2 separate regions of the Sus scrofa genome follow, and region 1 is linked to region 2. The links are chromatin contacts, called in public Hi-C maps. All regions are on one chromosome and are shown on one strand. The core of a region is the stretch at or near the end of the contact, and the rest is flanking DNA. Distances in the headings are between cores, read along the strand shown.

Evidence for each region. Hi-C and Micro-C count contacts between places; a contact is called where the count stands out from the background.
Region 1: a Hi-C map of skeletal muscle shows a contact between it and region 2, with 11 times the contacts expected there. The contact joins two enhancer-like sites. A contact is called at or near these places in 2 of 47 Hi-C or Micro-C datasets (omental adipose tissue and skeletal muscle).

The regions. Positions count from the first base shown.
Region 1 is chr6:92,377,919-92,381,770 of Sscrofa11.1, reverse strand. The region is part of intron 2 of THRAP3 (thyroid hormone receptor-associated protein 3); the gene reads right to left. Among named protein-coding and RNA genes, the nearest start is that of THRAP3, 30 kb to the right of the region's middle. Within about 2 kb of position 2,005, at least 7 of the 83 cell types and tissues checked have an H3K27ac peak or open chromatin away from gene starts, as enhancers often do. A contact at or near this core is called in skeletal muscle, where this site is marked.
Region 2 is chr6:87,974,967-87,978,437 of Sscrofa11.1, reverse strand. No RefSeq gene overlaps it. Among named protein-coding and RNA genes, the nearest start is that of SERINC2, 19 kb to the left of the region's middle. Within about 2 kb of position 1,602, at least 32 of the 83 cell types and tissues checked have an H3K27ac peak or open chromatin away from gene starts, as enhancers often do. A contact at or near this core is called in skeletal muscle, where this site is marked.

The sequences.
Region 1 (3,852 bases), core at 756-3,255, 4.4 Mb before region 2:
AAGTTTGAGTGGATACACCCAGCCTCTGCAGCTATCTCCCCATACCTTTCCCCTAAAAACAAAAAACCCCCAGAATCCTTACATTAAAAAATCCAGGAGTTCCCGTCATGGCTCAGCAGTTAATAAACCTGACCAGCATCCATGAGAATGGAGATTCCATCCCTGGTCTCGCTCAGTGGGTTAAGGATCCGGCATTGCCATGAGCTGTGGCGTAGGTCGCAGACGTGGCTTGGATCCCGCGTTGCTATGGCCCTGGCATAAGCTGGCGACTACAGCTCTGATTAGATCCCTAGCCTGGGAACCTCCATATGCCATGGGAGTGGCCCTAAAAAGACAGAGAGGAGGGGAGAAAAAAAAAAATCCAGACATGAAATGAAGGGACCCAAAAGGCTCAGCTCTATAAGCTTCTCCATGTGTGCTCAGCAAGTAAGTCTAAAAGGAAATTCACTTATCAGCAAATAACAATGATTCCAAATTCAGCTCAAACACAAAGTAAATTCTAGGAGTTCCCGTAATGGAGCAGTGGAAACGAATCTGACTAGAAACCGTGAGGTTGTGGGTTCGATCCCTGGCCTTTCTCAGTGGGTTAAGGATCCAGCGTCACCATGAGGTGTGGTGTAGGTCACAGATGCAGCTCTGATCTGGTGTTGCTGTGACTGTGGTGTAGGCCAGCAGCTATAGCTCCGATTAGACCTCTAGCCTGGGGAACCTCCATGTGCCTTGAGTGCTGCCCTAAAAAACATAAATAAATAAATAAATAAATAAATAAATAAATTCCAAAGTGCAACTTTAAACTATTTCCTAATTACAGGAAGTCCAAAATACCTTTCCCATTGTGGGTTATTTCATCAACTTGTTTTTAGACGTGTGACTACTTCATAACAGCCGAGAGTAGAAAATACACACTGATACACAATATTTTTGAGTTAGCAAGTCAAAAAAGTTAATAAAGCTTCTAATTCTAGAGGCCAAAATCCACTGTAAAAATTGTGAGCTCACTTCAACTGTTTATTTGGCTTCTGGAGAAATATATTTGACAGTGTACTTTTTTTACCAATGTGCTTTTATCCTAACCTTACTATCTACTTCCCTGAAAACAACCTTTTTTATTAATGAGAGCATATATTTTAGTTCAGTTAAGCTAACAATGGACCTGTACACAAAACAAATTCTCAAGTGTTCTTCCTAACAGTTGCCAGGATGGAAAAACTCAAAGGAGAAACCAGTCCAAAAACTTCACAGAAACAATTCAGCACAGGAACCCCTCTGTGTTCAGAAACTGGAGGGTTAAGGGATTGCCAGTAAAGCCCACACCCATTAGAGAAAGTTGCTGTGCCTTGGTTCTCGTGTCAGAGTTACTGCAGAAACAAAAGATCCAACTCTCTACACTGTTTTCACTACATAAAAAAAACTATTTCATGTTAGTTATCCATGGACACATGGATAATTTTTAATTCTCACTTGAACATTAAGAAGCTTCCCTGAGGGTAAACTCTCAAGTAGTTTAAGAGTATATTAATTAAGGAATGGCAAGCCTGACATAAAAGTGCCCATGGATTATTTATAATAATAAAAGAAAGAGCTCCCCACCCCCCTTGGTTAAGAATACTGCCAATGCTGGAAGTAACTGACCAGGTGGATAAACCACCTCTTATCCACAAAGGTTCAATTCCAAGTCCTCCAAACTCAATCTCTGCCCTTCCTTTTCCAGTCTTAACTTCTCTGGATGGTAAACAGGAACACTGCCTTGTTTTTCACAAAATTCAAACTAAACTGCACAGGAAAAAAAAAAAAAAGTGGTAACTTCTGCCATTACTTCAAACTTGAGGAAAACAGGTAATTTCTAACAGTACTGCTACTTACTTTGGGCTCCCCAAAGCAAAACAGACTTGTTCTGACAAGAGTTCTCTTCTGAAAGCCACCAGATCCCTGTGTTCTGTGAGTGGGTGTGGGGCCTGGGCTCCTGTCTCATCGGCAGAGAGCCCGTCCCGCCTCAGAGAAAGTCTCCTTGACTTTGCTCCTTTCAAGCCCAAGCACCAGTCATCAACTAATAAACAACAGCTGCTGCTCTAGCCTGTTCCGCTACTGCAAACTTTCTTCCCTCTCTCCACCCCAAAAATATCAGGACCCTTGTAGGAGGACATAACTGATCTTTTTTGTTGCCACTGGTATGTGATGAAAAAAAAAAAAAAGGCACCAAGCAAGTGTTCAGGTACCTTAAAAGAGAGACATTTATCAAAAATAAACTCATACTGCTAATAAGGGCAAAAACCCCTTAACTGAAGCAGGTGTTTTTTTTAATATAATCTCTCTGTGCCTTTTTTCCCCAAGAATAAAATGAGGGTTTGGAACAGCTCTACCACTGATAAAAAACTTAAATGTCTTCAAACAGACCAGGACATTCTTCATCCTTACTTCAGCCAGATTCTAAAAATGGAATTAAACTAAACTTCCTGCTTTTAAAAAAAGAACCATCCCTCCACTCCCAGCCCACCAACTCTGAAATTTACTACAGAAAAAATCATTTGAGATTCATAACATATTCTACTGTTTTATAAGAACTAGCCCATCTACCTGAAAATAGCTGGCCAGGGACTTGGCCACTTACCTTCTGACTGTACTTATAAACTATCACTTGCATGGGGGCAATCCACTTACACCAAATTCAGGCAGCACCAACCTCACTTGGAAAGACGAGTTTCCAGAGCAAGTCAGGGCTCTGTGACAGACACCTGTCAGGGCGAGGGACACTGCTGCTAGCTTCTTTCCATCACACAGCCAGCAAGAGGTCATATTTCCTTCCAGCTCGTCAGTGAGTAAATTAGTTTCTCTGTTCCAATAACATGGCAAACTCCCCCCTTTCCATCTTTCACTTTTTAAAGGAACAGGACCACATTATTTCTCAGTAACTTGGAAAGGTATGAAAAAGTCAATGAGACAGGCATTTTCCATTCAGCACAACACTAATTATTTCAGGCCTGGTTTCCACACAGGAATAAGAGTTTCATAAATGTTTCCCTTTCTTTCTTTTTTGGTTGCACTCACAGCATGCCAGGGATCTAACCTGAACCATAGCGGTGACAACACCAAATCCTTAACCTCCAGGCCACCAGGAAACTCCCTCATTTTTTTTTCTTTTTAGGGCCACACCTACAGTGTATGGAAGTTCCCGGGCTAGGGGTTGAACTGGAGCTGCAGCTGTCGGCCTACAGCACAGCCACAGCAATGCCAGATCTGAGCTGCATCTGTGACCTACACCACAGCTCGTGGCAATGCCAGATCCTTACCTACTAAGTGAGGCCAGGGATCGAACCTGTATCTGCATGGATTGTCAGCATCTGCATGGATTGTCAGTTGGGTTCTTAACACACCGAGCTGTTTGTTTTCTTTTTTTAAAACATCAGAGAAAATAATGAATAATTTAAGATCAAAATGACAAACCTTTGCTGGGAAACACCTTTATTCATTCTTTTAATCAAAATGCTGTTTCTCTCCCAAAAATTAAAACATATGAAAATCTGGAGTTCCCACTGTGGCACAATGGATTGGCAGCATCTCTGCAGTGCCAGGACATAGGTTCAATCCCTAACTTGGCATAGTGGGTTAAAGGATCCCATGTTGCAACTGAGGCTCATATCTGATCCCTGGCCCAGGAACTTCATATGCTGGAACTCCATAGGCTGTGGAGCAGCCAAAGAAGGAAGGAAGGAAGGGAAGGAGAGAGGGAGAGAGAGGGAGGGAGGAAGAAAAAAAGAAAACCTTAGGATAGCTGGGATATTATGCAATATTCACTGAAAGCAACATAATCTGATCAGTATTTGACAATTCTGAAAAATAAACACAAGTAATAAA
Region 2 (3,471 bases), core at 353-2,852:
TGCTCAGAATGCACCCCCAGGGAGTTCCCATCATGGCTCAGTGGAAACGAATCCAGCTAGGAACCATGAGGTTGCAGGTTCAATTCCTGGCCTCACTCAGTGGGTTAAGGATCCAGCATTGCCATGAGCTGTGGTGTAGGTTGCAGATGTGGCTCAGATCTGGTGTTGCTGTGGCTGTGGCATAGGCCAGCAGCTGTAGTTCCGATTCGATCCCTAGCCTGGGAACGTACATATGCCACAGGTGCAGCCCTAAAAAGACAGAAGCAAAAAAAAAAAAAAAAAAAAAAAATGCAACCCCGCAATGTACCAAGCATCTGGAACAGTGCCTGGTACACACAAGATGCTCCAGAAATATGTGTTGGTATAATTGATCTGTATGTTTCTCTCCTGGTATTTTACCCTCTTCCTACTCTCCCCATTCCCCATATAAGCAGGGCATCTGTTACTCAGACTAGAGACCTCCCCAGGCTGGAACAGAAAGAGCTGAGAGCAGAGACACCACAGGCCCTGAGAAGACCCTGCAGGTGGCAGCCAGAGCCCAAAGGGGGACCTACCAGAATGACCCCCAAACCACAGTGTGACCCCCAACTCAGCAGAACAATCCCTGTGCCCTTTACTGTGACCGGGGAGAACTGGAGAAAGACGGTGGCCCCGGAGGGCCATTCAAAGCAAAAAGGACGAGGGTGTCACCAAGGTGTTCCAGGCAGACACATGGCGGGAAACACACACACAGGGCAACCCAAATGCTGGTTCTACTTGCATTCCCATCCCACCTCAACTTCTACATCCCCCTGGGCTGAAGAAAAAGAAAGTTCTACTTCTTATACTCTTGAGTCATGGCCTGACAATCATACCTGGCCCTCAATGAGGAAATGACATCATCATTGCTCACTGACCTCCCTGGGCCTCAGTCTGTCATCCATAAGGGGTGAGGGGGCAGTTTCACATCTCTCCCAGATGCTCTGCAGGTTTCAGGCTTGATAAAAAGCTCCCAAGGACTTAATGTGCTATCTCATGTAATCCTCCCAAAAACCCTGAGAGATAAGAACCACTAGAATCTCTGCTTTACAGATAAGGAAACTGAGGCAGAAAGAGATGGGTAACCTGGTCTGAGGCTGCATAGTTGGTCTGACTGGAGTCCGCATCGCCGATCCCCAGGCCCGCCCCCTTCTCCAAGCACGCAAAGCGGGCAGGCAGAAAGTGACAATGTCTCTGAAACCACGAAGACCTGTGCTGATGACAGCGGGCGGCAGACAGGGTAGGGGTCCCTGGACAGAGCAGAGGTGAAGAGGGGTGTGACTCCGTGGGCGGCCAGTGTGGCCCAGGGAGAGGCGCAATACCATACTAGCCACAGGGACAGCCAACCAGCAAACGGTGGAAAAGCCCCGCCCCCAGGCCACGTTCAGCCGCCTAGGGAATGACCTGGCCGGTGTCAGGAGGCCCAAGACAAGTGCCAGCTCTGCCTCTAGCTCTCAGGGTGACCTCTACAAATCCCTCTCCTCCCAGGGCCTCAGTTTTCCCCGTCTGGCCCCAGTACAGATGAACCAAGGCTGGATGCACAGTAAGGGGACCGAGATAGGATCTGCAGTGCCACCTAGTGGACAAACTGGTGCGTGCCTCCATCAGCTCCCAGATCTCACAGAATCTGGGAGGATCTCACAGAATCGCCCTTCAATCTTGATCCTTGACCCAGAAAACATGGAGGAGGCCCCACCAGTCCCACTGCTGGGCCTCAAAAGAAGGGAAAGGTCAGGAGGAGGCCCAGGGGAGGCAGGAGAATTCCCGGGCCCTGGTTCTGCCCCTCAATTACTGTGTAAGCTTGTGCTCCCCTTCCTTTCTCTAGGCCTGCTTCCCTGTTTCTAAAAAGGGAGTAATAGGATGAAGCCTGATCCAGGAGGCATAAGGCTTGGTTTCCATCCTATTAATGAGCTGTGTGAACTCAGGTCAGTCTTACCCTTTCCTGGGCCTCCGTTTCCCCATCTGCACAAGTTGATGAGGCTAAATGGCCTCAGGACCTCTGGCTCTGACATTTATGTGTTTAGGGAGATTAAGAGCCAGTTCAAGGGCCTCCAAGGAGAACGTCCTTAAAGAAGGACTAGGAGTTCCCATTGTGATGCAACAGGATCATCGGCGTCTCTACAGCGCCAGGACACAGATTGGATCCTTGCCTGGCTCTGTGGGTGAGAAGATCTGGCTGTGGTATAGGTCACAACTGTGGCTTGGATCTGATCCTTGGCCTAAGAACTCCACATGCCATGCTGTGCCCAAAAAAGAAAAAAAAAATTTTTTTTTTTGTCTTTTTGTTCTTTTTAGGGCTGCTCCTGCGGCATATGGGGGTTCCCAGGCTAGAGGTCTAATCAGAGCTATAGCCACCAGCCTATGCCATAGCCACAGCAATGCCAGATCCGAGCCGCGTCTGTGACCTACACCACAGCTCATAGCAACGCCAGATCCTTAGCCCACTGAGCAAGGCCAGGGATCGAACCCACAACCTCATGGCTCCTAGTCGGATTCGTTAATCACTGAGCCATGATGGGAATTCCCAGGAAAAAAAAAAAAAAAAAATTTAAGGAAGGACTAGGCTGAAATCATTTCCCAGGGATTATGGAAGGTCACATGATATTGAATATTTATTCGGGTTTGTTTTTGGTTTTTTGGCTGCCCCCGAAGCATGCAGAAGTTCCTGGGCCAGGGATTGAACCCAAGCCACTGCAGTAACCAAAGCCACTGTAGCGACAATGCTGGATCCTTAATCTGTTGAGCCACCAGGGAACGCATATATTCAGGTTGTTTCTTGTTTTGTTTTGCTTTGCTTTGCTTTCTAGGGCCGATCCGTGGCATATGGAGATTCCCAGGATGGGGTCAAATTGGAGCTACAGCTGCCAACCATCACAGCCACAGCAACACGGGATCCAAGCTGCATGTACAACTTACACCACAGCTCCTGGCAATGCCAGATCCTTAACCCACTGAGTGAGGCCAGGGATCAAACCTGCATCCTCATGGATACTAATTGGCTTCATTTCCGCTGTGCCACCACGGGAACTTCCTCAGGTTTTTAACTTGACAGATTTACTGAGAAAACCCTTGGTGCCAGACCCTGCACAGTGTCTTGTGCCAAATAATAGCATGCAAGACAACCACAATCTTCACCCTTGAGGGAAAATTCACAGCCTAGTCAAGGGCACGGATTAGTAAACATTTACCCTCTTGTCTAAACAAGTACGATAGGATTATGGACAAGTCACAGCCATAGCAGTGTTGGAAAATGAAATATCAGAAGGGAGGTGACATGTGAGTAGGGTTTTGAAGGGTAAGGGTGAGTATAACAGATACTGCTTTTCATTAATTTATTTATTTTTTGGTCTTTTTAGGGCCGCAGGTGCAGCTTATGGAAGCACCACAGCCACAGCAATGCCAGTTCCAAGCCATGTCTGTGACCTACACTACAGCTCACAGCAACAACGGATA